2 separate regions of the Hordeum vulgare genome follow, and region 1 is linked to region 2. The links are chromatin contacts, called in public Hi-C maps. All regions are on one chromosome and are shown on one strand. The core of a region is the stretch at or near the end of the contact, and the rest is flanking DNA. Distances in the headings are between cores, read along the strand shown.

Evidence for each region. Hi-C and Micro-C count contacts between places; a contact is called where the count stands out from the background.
Region 1: a contact with region 2 is called in a Hi-C map of leaf, with 5 times the contacts expected there. The contact joins two enhancer-like sites. A contact is called at or near these places in 2 of 6 Hi-C or Micro-C datasets (leaf and an unstated tissue).

What each region holds. Positions count from the first base shown.
Region 1 is chr5H:438,383,092-438,390,335 of MorexV3_pseudomolecules_assembly, reverse strand. It overlaps LOC123397821 (pentatricopeptide repeat-containing protein At5g10690), which reads left to right. Exons shown (of 12, transcript XM_045092353.1): 10 at 1-44; 11 at 128-304; 12 at 916-1,334. The coding sequence ends at 1,167. Among protein-coding and RNA genes, the nearest start is that of LOC123397821, 17 kb to the left of the region's middle. Within about 2 kb of position 3,240, at least 2 of the 3 cell types and tissues checked have open chromatin away from gene starts, as enhancers often do. A contact at or near this core is called in leaf, where this site is marked.
Region 2 is chr5H:437,895,259-437,901,523 of MorexV3_pseudomolecules_assembly, reverse strand. No RefSeq gene overlaps it. Among protein-coding and RNA genes, the nearest start is that of LOC123398120, 210 kb to the right of the region's middle. Within about 2 kb of position 4,628, at least 3 of the 3 cell types and tissues checked have open chromatin away from gene starts, as enhancers often do. A contact at or near this core is called in leaf, where this site is marked.

The sequences.
Region 1 (7,244 bases), core at 1,991-4,490, 490 kb before region 2:
CTGGATTCAGCAACTCTCCTTTTAGACCGCATGTATTTCCACAGGTTGTATGTCCATTTCGTTCGTATCTTGAATCCATTCTTCACTTTAACTTGGTTATTTGAACTTCTTTTTAATGACATTGCAGATTCTCTTGAATGATCCTGTTGAGAAGTATATGATTCCGTTTCGAGAAAGTCGACCGTTATCTGCTGACTTAATCTTGGAGAGTGTTGCAATGCGGTTCTTGAAAGACTCTGCAGTTCCTCTTGTGAATGACTGGGGAAGTTGTGTTGGAATAGTTCACAGCCGCGATTGTACCGAGGTATGAAATATTTTGGAACAGCTGGCACTGAATTTGTAGCAAGGAACAGTATTTTGATAAACCAGCCAGTTTAGGTTTTGCACAGCCAGGGGACATCTTATCGGCGGCACAAGTACCTTGTGTATGGTAGAAGCTGGGTGTTGCTGGCAGCATTACTTACGCCGTTAAAAATCTGTGTTGTGTTTATTATTTGCCGACTGCTAACTAGAGAAGTAGGCTAGATGACATGAACATGCATATACTGTCATTGATCGGGTGGCTCTAAAATCGCTCAAGGATGGCGGTGCATAGGCACTTTTGCCGGTTGGTGTAGAGTTTGAGGAACACCTGTCACGGGCATCGGCGGTGCCATTAGAGGATACCTGGTTCAGTTGTCCGTGAAAGAAGAAGAAGAAGGTATGGGGAGGGCAACATCTTTCGAGTCGAGTCGAATACATTCTTTGGACGGTAGATCAGATGTATCCGTTGGTTTACTCGGAGGGGGTTAATTATATTGAACTAATTATTTGCACGGAAGGACAAACCTATACTCCAGTCTCAATGCCAACATATTTGATATTTCCTATTCTAGTTGTTTTATGCTCCTGAACACCTTCATTTTCTCTTGGCAGATGGACTCGCCTCTTCTTTCAATGGCGAGACCACCGCTGTGCGTGCCTTGTTCAACCTCGCTGGAGCACGTCATTGATCTCCTCCTGAGAGAGAAGTGCGAGCTGGTGGTTGTGGTGAAAAGCGGCAACATGTATGAAGGCAGTTACACATCCAGCTCAAGGCCAGTGGGCATTTTCTCCCTCGGTATCCTGTCGGAGGCCACCGCCAACACGGCAAACACACACGTCGACGAGAGCGTCTCCGGTGGTTGAGTAGGCGTGGTTCTTCTTGCGTTGTTCTCCATGGCTCGTCATCAGTGTGCTTAATGTTGTACGGGCATGTACAATGACGACATATGGATACATATGTTCCATGAGAAAAAAATAGGTTGAGACATCTATATTAATTTTTTTTCTTCAATGCAAGCTATCATTAGTGAGCCTCATCAAAGAAAATAAAATACTCCCTCCGTTCCTAAATATAAGACCTTTTAGAGATTGCACTATAAACTACGTACGGATGTACATAGACATATTTTAGAGTATATATTCATTCATTTTGCTTCGTATGTAGTCTTCTAATGAAATCTCTAAAATGTCTTATATTTTAGAACGGAGGGAGTAAAAGATTTCGGTACACATGCATCTCTACTTTCTATTCTTACCTAGTTACCTTTTTTTTTTTTTTTTTGCATCGGTCCATACCTTTTCTTCTCAATCACCTGCCTCCTGTTGAGAATCTCGTTACACCATCCGAACCTTTTGATCTTACATGGCATCATGGCGAGACTATGCATTACCCGTGCTGTACTAGCGAGAAGTCGTTTTCGCGCTGTCCATGTCGCGGAAAGTTTTACCGTGGCAAATCTGGTGAGCTGACCCTACCGCTCTGTGCGAGTGATGTAACCTGTGATACATATACACGCAGCAAAGGCAAAAATGTCAGTGGACCTGAAATTCTCATCCGATGTCTCTGGACTGGTGATGCAGCACGGCGGTCCCGGCTTGTGTTTACTCGCATCTTTGTCCAGTACACATCACCAATAATTAGAAAGAAGAGCATTGCTATACTGGTGCATCCCGATCCCGTAGGTCCAGCAAATTATTTTCTTCAACTTCCCGTAGGTCTAGGCGTCTAGCAGCATCTTGTGTGTGGGAAAGATCCTAGCTAGGTCTGCCTGGCTGTTGTTACCTCGAGTACTTACCTTTGTCCAGGTTTAGATCCGGACGGGGAACCAAGAGGAAGAGAATGACACGTGGGTACTCCTATTATCGACTGAGATCCTCACACAGCGGCTTTATTGTCATGTACTCCGAGTCTCTGATCTTGCATTGAAGGCCTGACTTGAGGCTGACATGTGTCCCAAGTCAACGGATGAACAGAGCCGTTGGGCAGTAACTTTATCGCTTCATGCTCTTTGGGCAGAGCGTACGGTTCACTCCGTTGGGATAGCAGCAACTATACACGAAGTGTTCCGTCCCTATGTTCCGTGGTGATATAGTTACAAGTTATTCATCCGTTCGTAAATACTCCCTCCGTTTTTAAATATAAGATCTTTTAATTCTTTTTACTATAAATTATATATAGATGTATATAGACATATTTTAAAGTGTAGATTCATTTATTTTGTTCTGTATGTACTCCTTCCGTTCCTAAATATAAGATCTTTTAGAAATTATACTATAAACTACATACGGATGTACATAGATATATTTTAAAATATAGATTCACTCATTTTGCTCTGTATGTAGTCTTCTAGTGAAATACCTAAAAGGTCTTATATTTTGGAACGGAGGGAGTAGTCTATAGTAATTTTTTTAAAAGATATTATATTTAAAAACGAAGAAGTATAAGTCTTTATAAAGATTTTACTAGGGGCTACATACGAGGTAAAATAAATAAATATATACACTAAAATTTGTCTATATACATCTGCATGTAGTTCTCTAGTAAAATCTTTTAAAAGACTTACATTTAAAAACGAAAGAAGTACAACATGTAGGCGCGGGCCAACCACTGGTTTATAGAGTCTGCTATAGACATGGTTTTTGTTTTTGGGGAGGAGGTAGTTTCCCCCGAACCCGTGGCGCACATACGCGCCGCTAGTTTATGCATGCATGGAGTGTGCTAGTTACAAGATATGATATGAAGCTCAAGGTGGAAAGCGTTGTAGTAGTAGTAAAAACAATGGAGCGCGTACTGTATCTTGCCGGAGGAACGTTAACGGCGGCACGTAAGCTTTTGCGCAACAACCCGGCCTAAGTAACCATCTCACCCGCTCTCGCCGAGGCCAGCAGCTCAGGTCCACAGCCTGTACGCCTGCCCACTGCGTACATGCGTACGCCCACCGCAGCCCCACCGGTCGCATGCAACTTGCAAGGTCGTTCGGTCGAGTCGAGCGTCGTCGCCTGCTCCTGTATCGCGCGCCTCACAAGGCAAGCTCGGTGGCGCGGCTGCCGCCGTCAGACACACGGTCGACGACGTCTTAGCAGTAATAGGAGACATGGATACGTGCGCTGGCTTTCCTTCCATCTGTGCACGCGGTCGGATGCGTTTACTGCTACGTGATTATAGCGCTTGGGTCCCGCACGCCCCCGACTGGCGCAGACTAAAATAACTGTTTCAATTAAGCCAGTATAAAGTTGTACTAAATTTAAACCATTTATTTTGGGACGGAGGAAGTATATGTTTGGTCTTTAAGAAAAATAATATGCAATGCATTTTGAAACATAGGTAGTATAGCAATTACTCCCTTCATTCCTAAATACTCCCTCGTCCGAAAATAGTTATCACAGGAATGGATGCATTTAAATATATTTTAGTTCTAGATACATCTATTTTTATAAATTCGCGCGACAAGTATTTTTGAATGGAGGGAGTATAATTCTTTTTAGAGGTTCCACTAATGGACTACATATAAATGTATATAGACATATTTTAGAGTGTAGATTTACTTATTTTGCTTCGTATGTAGTCCCCTAGTGAAATATCTAAAAAAACATATATTTAAAAACGGAGGGAGTACTAGATATTATACGCCAATGGCATAAATTCCATATTAATACACAATGTAAATTGTTGGTTGCACCGTAGGGAAGGATTACATATTTGTAACGTATCATGGTTGCAAAGATATCCTTCAGTAAGTTTGACCGAGCCAAAGAAATTCCTTAGGATTTCATGCAATGTAGTCCATACATAAAATTCATTTGGGTTACAATTGTACAAATAAACTTGTGTGCTACACACTGAAAAGTTAGCGCCATAGCTGTAAATAATGTTATCAATCTAGTTAACTAGTACTACCTATAGATCACTAAAGTAGAGATCGAAATGATTTTATATTACTTTACATACGGAGTACTTTTTATAACATGTATTACATGGATGTGGAGTATTTGAGCTCGAGCTTAAATGTACCCACATGAACAGTAAAGTGGAAAAAAAAGAAAAATAATTCAAAAAATTCTGGTTTTTTTTGGTGAACTTTGACAGTGATTGCAAATTTTCATCATGAGATCACATTCGAGGAAGGCGTGACAAAAAAACAATGCTTTAAAAGTGCTACTTTCGAAAGCACTTTGGAACACTGATTTTGTTTTTTTTTGCCACTCATTCTACGAATGCGATCTCATGATGGAAATTTTCAAGCACTTAGAATATTCGTCAAAGTTTACCACAAAAAAAATTATTTTTTTTTGATTTTTTTTCAATTTTTATTTTAGTGTTCATGTGAGTTCAAATGAGCTCGAGCTCAAAAGGGTATTTTCTGTATTACATGTGTGTCCATCTATGAGTAGCTTATTCAGAAGTCAAGATTGCCCATGTTTGATCAAGTTTATAGAAAAAATATCAACATGTATTATACCAAATCAGTTTTATATGTTTACCAACCTACGATTGGATGGTTAGAAGAAAAATGGTATTCGCAGCTCATCAAGTCTGTACCGTGTTAAAAAATTCTAGTATGAAATAATCTTTTATTTATTTAGTTTTGTAGACACTGATTTTTTCCCTATTATTTAACCGGTCAAAGACAACAAATATATGTCTTTTGGGAAAAATTAACTAATCCTATAGAAGGGAACAAAGGGAGTGTGGCATTTACTATATCTCTTTTTTTTGGGGGGGGGGGGGGGGGTTGTGATTTGTAAAGAGATCATGCAGATTACATCAAAAAGCACATGACCAAACCACAAAGTGGAAAAGTAGTTCATCAAGCAAGATTATCATAATTCATAGTAATGCCAAACATAGATGAGATCCATATACGTTGATTAGTTTGTCAGTACAAATGGATTCAACCGAAACCCCTGAATCACTCACAATAGCTGGCATGCTAGATGCTACATTACATGTCATACATATACACCCATATGCTACCTCAACAAAAAAAAAACTCATATGCTACTCAGATTTTGGGAGCATTAGCAAAAGATTGTTTGGTTCCTTATGATGGAATTAACCTATCAGAGTTCAGGTCCTAGACTTGACATTGGTGATCTTATTATTAGTTTTTGAATTTTTTAAGCCTTCAGCTATGTGCATTTAATGAAAGAAAACGTTTTCGTCGCCTAAAAAGGCATCTGCGACAATTTTGTCAATCTCAAAATAATATGTCAGCTTAGTATCTTAAAATTGCTTATAAGATGGGATGTACATGCGTACATGCGTTTATAGGGATAAAATATATATACGGATGTATAAACACGGCCGGGAACACTGTTGAACGGCTAACACGGAAAAGCTTGCTTGCCACGTGACATGACTGAACAATCTGCTCCTCTGGTATTCTCTACTGATTGTTGGAGAGAAACTCCGCGATACCCTCCAATCAGTATGCCATTTGTGGACATCCAACGGTACACGTTAATCTGTACCTACGAGGAACCGTGTATTTGGCCTACTCATTGTCTAGGTTACGTAGCAGGGATCCGTCTCCGTCTGGGTGGCTCCCATACACAAGCTCCATCAACCGAGAGCTAGAGGCTCCTTTGTCTGTTGATCGAGGTGTGTGTGAATGCAGCACTGGAATCCCCTTCCTTTGGACCATTTTCAAGACGTGTCCTCTCTCACCAAAGCAATCCCCTTCAAGAATCCTCTCACCAATTCCACGTCATCGAGATGTCCACTCATTTGTTTATACTACTCTCTCCGTATCTAAATATAAGTCTTTTAAGACATTTCATTAGGTGTCTACTTACGGAGCAAAATGAGTGAATCTATACTCTAAAGTATGTCTATATACATCCGTATGTAGTCCATTAGTGAAATCTCTAGAAAGACTTATATTTAGGAACGGAGGGACTAGATGATATCCTGCACGTTGTTGCGAAAAATATTTTGTAATATATTTCATTGATATTTGATTGTGTGGAGCCAGTGACGAATTTTGAAAGAAAATGAAGGAAGGGCTCAATGTTAACGATGCAAAGAAAAAGACACAAACTTTCAGTATTTTAGTTCAGATAGTGTTAATTTTTTGATAAGTGGCTGGGATGAATACTAGTAATTTTTTGTTCCAATTTTTGAGGAGGGAGGGGGGGGGGGGGGGGGCTCAAGCCTATTGAGGCACCCCTTAGATTCACCACTGTATGGAGCATAAGTACTCAGAGTAATATAAAAAATAAAATTGCAAATACATATGTTTTATTGTGTTTGATTAATAATAGTCATAAAATAGGTATTACATATCTCATGCATGTTTGCATGTTAAGATGGTCATTTTTCTATGCATGAGTGGATGTTGTGGTGGGTCTTTAGTCTTGCACATGTTAATTGATGAGGTGACATGTTAACTTTTACAAGCGTATTTAAAAGCAAAACGGTGATCCAAGCCTTATAGTAGTACGTATAAGAGTATGCTCCTACCAGGTACGTACATGAGTGGGATGTATGGACACGTGCCGGCCAACACTTTGTACAGTTGTGGCGCAATCCTGCTAAATGGCCACTCACAGGTTGGTCATCTACTCAACAGGTTAATGGGAAGCACACCCATAATGGGAAAAACGTTGTTTATGTCACTAGTTCAATGGAAAAACTTTGTTTATGTCACTCAACAGGTTTATGTAGCTCACCCGGGGACCGGCTTGTTGTAGAAAGCACATATTTAGCAAACACACTCTGCAGGCTATCATAGGTTAATGGGAAAACTTTGTTTATGTTACTATAGTTTTTATTTACTTTGCTTATCACACTTTATAATTTAACATCTCATTTTTTTATCACTCTTAGCTTTTTTTTAAATGAAGGTTCGAGAAAGAGCCTGGCTTTAAATTAACAAAGCCATCAACCGGCCAGGGTTACAACACAAGATTACAATCACACCACAAGTAAAGAAAAAGAA
Region 2 (6,265 bases), core at 3,379-5,878:
GTTCATATTGACCATTCATGAACTTTTTAGTTGACTTCTCAATTTCTTTCAATCATTTACCATAACAATTTTCACATGCATTACAATAATAGTTGTCATAAGAATTTCAAGGTTTTTTGGGATATGACCTAGGATTATTACCAAAGTTATCCCTATAAGCATTATTATTGAAATTACTTATAGATATCATATTCACATGAACATCTTTATTTTGCTCAATCAAGGTAAACAAATGCACATTACTTCGATCAATAGTAGCACTCTTAGTAGCAAGTATAGATATGATGGCATCAACTTTTTCACTAAGGGAGAAGATTTCCCGGACATAATTTACCTTCTTACCACTTGGAGCTCCATTGGTGTGCCATTGGGAAAAATTAGCAGTCATATTGTCAAGAATAATAGTAGCCTCTCCAAGTGTTATCCCCAAGAATGTACCACGTGCAACACAATCTATAAGTTTTTGTAAAGAAAATTTAGTACTGCATAGGAATTTGGTACTACCATCCAAATACTTAATCCACGAGTAGGGAAATTTTTCATCATAAGTTTCATTATTTCCCATCATTGTGCAACATGTTCTTTGATCAAGTTGCTTAAAATTCATAATTTGACTCCTCCAAGATATAATTTATGCAGCAGGAAAATACTTGTCGTCGTTGCTAATAAAAACATCTTCACACCTAGCCCAAGAATCAATACTATTTTTTGGTAAAGGCATCAACCAATCTTTGGCCCTATCTCTCAAGGAAAATGGGAATAACTTGATTTTTATAATATAATTGTCCACATCTTTAGTTTTTTCGCATGTTACATAATTCAACAAAGGTCTTAAGATGGGCAGCAACATCTTCATTATAATTTCTAGAAAACCGTTCTTTCATAATATGATTTAATAAAGTAGCTTTAATCTCATAAGACTCCGCACTAGTGGTGGGACGAACAATAGGAGTACTAATAAAATAAATGTTATTAGTATTAGAAAAATCACATGGCTTGCTATTTTTAGAAGTAGACATGATAGCAAGGTAAGGAAAAATTAAAACAAGGTATTTTTGGTATTTTTGAAAAAAAATTGGCAAGCAAAGGTACCTAGGCAAGAATTAAAAGATGTAAAGCAAAGTTTATTTGTATGTACCTAACTTGATAGAAGATAATTCCCGGCAATAGTGCAAGAAGTTATGTTGCAACTCCCATAGGAGTTGTTGGGTTTTTCCATAAGGAGGATGGGTGACATAGCATAGAAGCAAAATATTTCACTCAGTTGAGAACCAAGGTTTAATCAAATCAGTAGGTATCAACAATCTAATAATATTAAAAGTGCCTATGCACAAACAAACACAAAACTTGAACGGACTTGGAAGGAGGCTTATCAAGCCCCTCGACTTGATAGTTACAAGGTTAAAAGAAATAGATAGATGATGGTACAAAAAAATTAAAAGAGCATATTTGTTGAATCTTGTGTTCATGGAAGACTGGGTCTCGGGGGCATAGGTTCACTTGTGGTATCTCTCTCAAAAAAACGAAAACGACATGGTCACAAATTACAGTTGGGCAATTGACAAGAATGGCAACGAATATGCCTCTGATCTTTCATGGCATAATATCATATAGGCGTTATGTGTGAGACAAGTAGACCATCAATCTAACAACATCTACAACTATTAATCCACCCCCCATCGGCATCCAACATGCATCTCAAAGCATTAAGTTCAAAATAAATCGAGTAACGCTTTAAGCAAGATGACATAATGTAGATAGGAAGAAACCTAGCAATAAGATAGAACCCCGTCGTTTTGTCCTTAGTGACAACAATACACAGACATGATTTGTCCCCATTCTGTCACTTGTATATAGAAATGACTGCAAGATTGAACCCACTACTATGCACCGCTCCCTATGAAGATCTACCAATTAATCTTAACTAGAGAAGACAAATAGATCAGAAAGCATACATGGCTATTTTATTATACAAAAAATAAATCTAAGAGATTCAAACTGGTTCAATGAATAATCTGATCATAAAATCATAATTCATCACGTCCCAAGAAACATACCGCAAAATTACATCATATTGTTCCCAATAAAAATTAAAAATAGAAAATTATAGATACGTTTGAGACGTATCGGTTCCGTTTCTCAATAGTCACAACCACCGTCACTGAAGCACCATCACAGAAAATAAATCCTTGACGATACCGTTTTTTGTCACACAAGATCGTGACTTAGGTAACGGATGTAAAACTCTTACCGGTGGCTATTTTCAGTGAGAGGCAAAATTGTGACCTATGATAGACTGATTTTTCACCTAAGGTCGTTTTTGGTGACGATGATCCGACATTAGTAATCATATCATACATCTCAACGGTCAAAGATTTTACAAATGGTCTCAACATTTGATGACGTGGTAGCTTTCATGTGGGTCCGGCATACATTTTATCATCAACGGTTGCTCTCAGTAATAAGTTGGGCGGCAGTTTTGACCGGCCAACGCTACTCACACATAGGGGCCCAAAGATGTGGATGCGGGTGCTTACATGTGGGACCATGCATCATTTTTATGACGTTGACACTCACCAACATATATGATGTTGTCGTGTGACAGGTCAACGATTCTGACATGTGGGCCCAATGAGGTACTGATGTGTATGCTGGCAAAATGGTCCATACGCCGGTGATGGCGTGCTTAACCGTCCCAATTTGTAGGCACGGTAGATTTTTTTTATGTTTTGCTGTTGTCTACCATATTGGAAGAAAATATGAAATTTTTGAAAACTTTAATAAAAATGTGTACACAATATGAATTCGAATGCAAATTCATCCTGCATAGTTATGATTAATTCACAAATTTGAGAATTCTCTCACATATTGTGTAAAATATTACAATAGCCAACCATGGGACATAGTCGCAAAATAAAATTAGACACCTAGCACACTTTCATGACCTTCAACCATTGCACCAATATGATGGGGTATTTCTCCGCTATGGACAATGAATGATTCCAACAAAACCCTGCTGATGTAGGGAAGACGTCCATATAGCTCTTGAAGAGAATTTTGGAGAGCCAAAACTTATATTCCTTGACATTATCGACGACTTCAAGTTCTTTGGCATGGACTCCAAGGGAATTTTGGTAACGGATACTCTTGTTAGCCAAGGAATATTTAAGATTCTCAATTTCAATCACATGCTATGGTAGGGTCATGTGAGAGCTTCAAATAATTACAGCTGGTATACAAGGGCATTCTTCACGGATTCAAGCTCACAAGACATAAGTTCATAAACGTGCCTCTAACAAGAATGTTCATTGAATTGACAAAGTAATTACTACATACTTCATTATTTTCGTTATAACAATTGAGATCCAGATTTTCCTAAGGGCAAATATTCATGAAACCAGTGCTGCTACAACACAAGGGTTCTAAGGAAAAAAAAGTAATTGAAGAAAACAAATGGACACTTTAGTACAAACTTTTTGCACTGACTGTTTATAGAACTATCTATATGTCCCAAGACAGTCCCACGAAAAACAGCTAGTTTTTCATTTACGATGTGTGCGTACATAGTAGCAGAGCTACCTTGGAGCAAAACTAGGCCTTGGCCAACTCAACCCACCAGATCATAGGGAAGGATGACATAAAAACTGGGCCTCAAGAACTAGTGTTGGATGTATTTTCATAATCTGGCCAGCCCACACATATGACTGAACCTTCGTTACTGTGTTCATAGCTTTCGTCCAAAAATACTTGTCGAATAAATAAATGTATTTAGATGTATTTTGATTTGAGATACATTTATTTTTATCTATTTTTATAACAGGTAATTTCGGACGGAGGAAGTATGAAATACATGAAATACACGAATGCTTTTCTAAATCTTGGTCATTCGCGTGCCTCGCGCTTGCGTTCAACAGATTTGCTCTTGGTTGAGGGCTTCAAGTTGTAATACGATTAGTTAGCATTCTATTTTATGTAGACCCAAAAGAGATGACAAAACAAATAACAGTCCCTTCCTTGGTACAGGACCTCCAACTCCATGTGAAATCCCCGATGGTACTCAAAATATTCCGAAAGTACTGATTGACTGCAAAAGAGTGCCGTGGCAAGGCTTTTTTTCGCTCCATACATTTCTTATCGTCTTTTTTGTGTGCGATTACATGTGTGTTTCTTTGCTGTTGTGGATATCCTCTGCTGTCTCACTCTCCTGTTGTAGTAGGACAGTGACACCCTCGTCATCTTCCATGCGGAAGTATTTAGTGTTAGTTATTCTGGGAGTTAGAATTTAACTAGTGATTGTTCAACCCCGAAAAAATAGGGTAAAAAAAGACCAATTGTCGTTTCTAATCCCAGATTGGCATATTATCTTCTGGGTTTTCTTCGGCTCGGTTGGTGCAGCTTACGCGAGCCCCGGTGCCCTTTAGGTCAGTTGCTGTGTCGTTTTGCTAGCAGGAGGTGGCCCCTGGTCCCGATTGACACATCGCTATCCTAATGTGTTGTCCAGCTCTCGAATTCGCTACGTGGCTCCAACGAAAATGTGTCATTTTTTTTAATACGACTGTGTGGCTGCCACAGCCCACTGGCTCACTGAGTTGGGACCAGGATATGCTGCAAACGTGTCAGGGAGGTTACCGTGAGCTTTGCGTGAGGTTAGCGTCAGCCGTTCGATCAAGGGCCGATGGCTCGGATCACCTTGTACGGTAGCATAATGAACAATGATTGTTTTGGCGACAGTGCATGCAGTTACTTCTGCCTCCTTTTTTACGCGCAGAAGTTGCTTCTCATTCTGGCACTGCCGTTTCCACCTACTTATTTAACTTCACGTGAGGATGCTAATTTGGGCTCTGCTTAAGAGCCCGGTGTGTCGGATGGACCGATTTACTCACACCTGAACACTTTGTCGGGGGAATTGATTAGGGCGATGTACTGTCATAATAATACTCATTTAAATATTTTTTTCCATGTTTCATTCAAAAAAAAAGAATCCATGGTTGAAACATGTTCTCATCCATGTAGACCGTGAAATAAAGCGTCTCGAATGACGACCCGTAATTTTTTTTTTCGTATCCGTCCGTGGACGGCGGGGTGAGGGGATAGGGGACCAGCCCATAGATATGGATGCGAAGATCGTCATCAAACGTTATCCGCATATATACGAACAACTTTTTGAATAAATCAAAAGAAATTCATGCAAAGACGACATATTTTATATAAATTGAATAAAGTTCATCAAAACTAGAATAACTTTTACATAACCAAATGATATTTCGTCTCGTGAACTAAGAACCTTAAAACTAAAACCCTAAACTACTATATACTTCACGATGATCTTGTAGGCCATGTCGGGCTAGGGTTGGCTCTTCCTACGTGGTCGTCGCCTGATCCAACGTTAGAGTTGTCTTCGTCGGGCTTCGGGCATTGGAAGGTGGCGGGATCGCGACATGGCTTCCCAACAGACGTGTAATTCCCGCGGATGATCATTCCCACTTCCTCCTTCGTCGTGCATAGTTCGACCGTGGCCACCAACAACGTGGCCGAGGGGAGAGAGCTACCGACCTTTGTGAAGGCCGCGTCGGCGACGACGATCTTGCTGAAAGACCACTCCTCGCCGTACTTGGCCATCTCCGTGTCTAGGCGGCGAAGGTAGTACTTGGCCCTTTACGATGATGTAACAGAGCGGTCCAGGACCCAGGTGTACGCCAGGCCCGAGTTCGTCATGATGATCGGCGGCGGGACGTTGGAATCCGCGAACTTAGACCTACGCACCGTGTTACGTCTATCCCGTTGGCGCTACTCCCACTCGGCGTAGTAAACTTTACGGGCCGCATGAACCGTTAAACAACTTCGAGCCTCATCCGTTGGAAACTTTTAATTTGGTTGTTTTCAACTAGGCAGCCTTGAGCGATGCAAAAGAGCTCACCTAGTTGCTCCAGGGAGGCAATCTGGTGTGGCCTGAAACGTTGTGTAGACGAGGTTGCACGTGGTGCTCGTGTTAACTTTTAATCTCTTTTAATCTTCACAACGACATTTTGATTTGAGATAAGGTCTACATGAAAAAGAAGCACATCAATGTCATGTTTTCATTCAGGCAATCGGTTCGTATTATTGTTCGCTGTAAACGTTAAACTTTATGCTTATGTTTGAAGCTATTTTGGATGAGTTTAATTTCCTTTGATAACAGTTTTATCTTGTTGTCTCACCCGACTTTCGTGTTGAACGTTGCTGTTTAGACCACCGTATACGACTAAATCTACATCTGCATAGTACA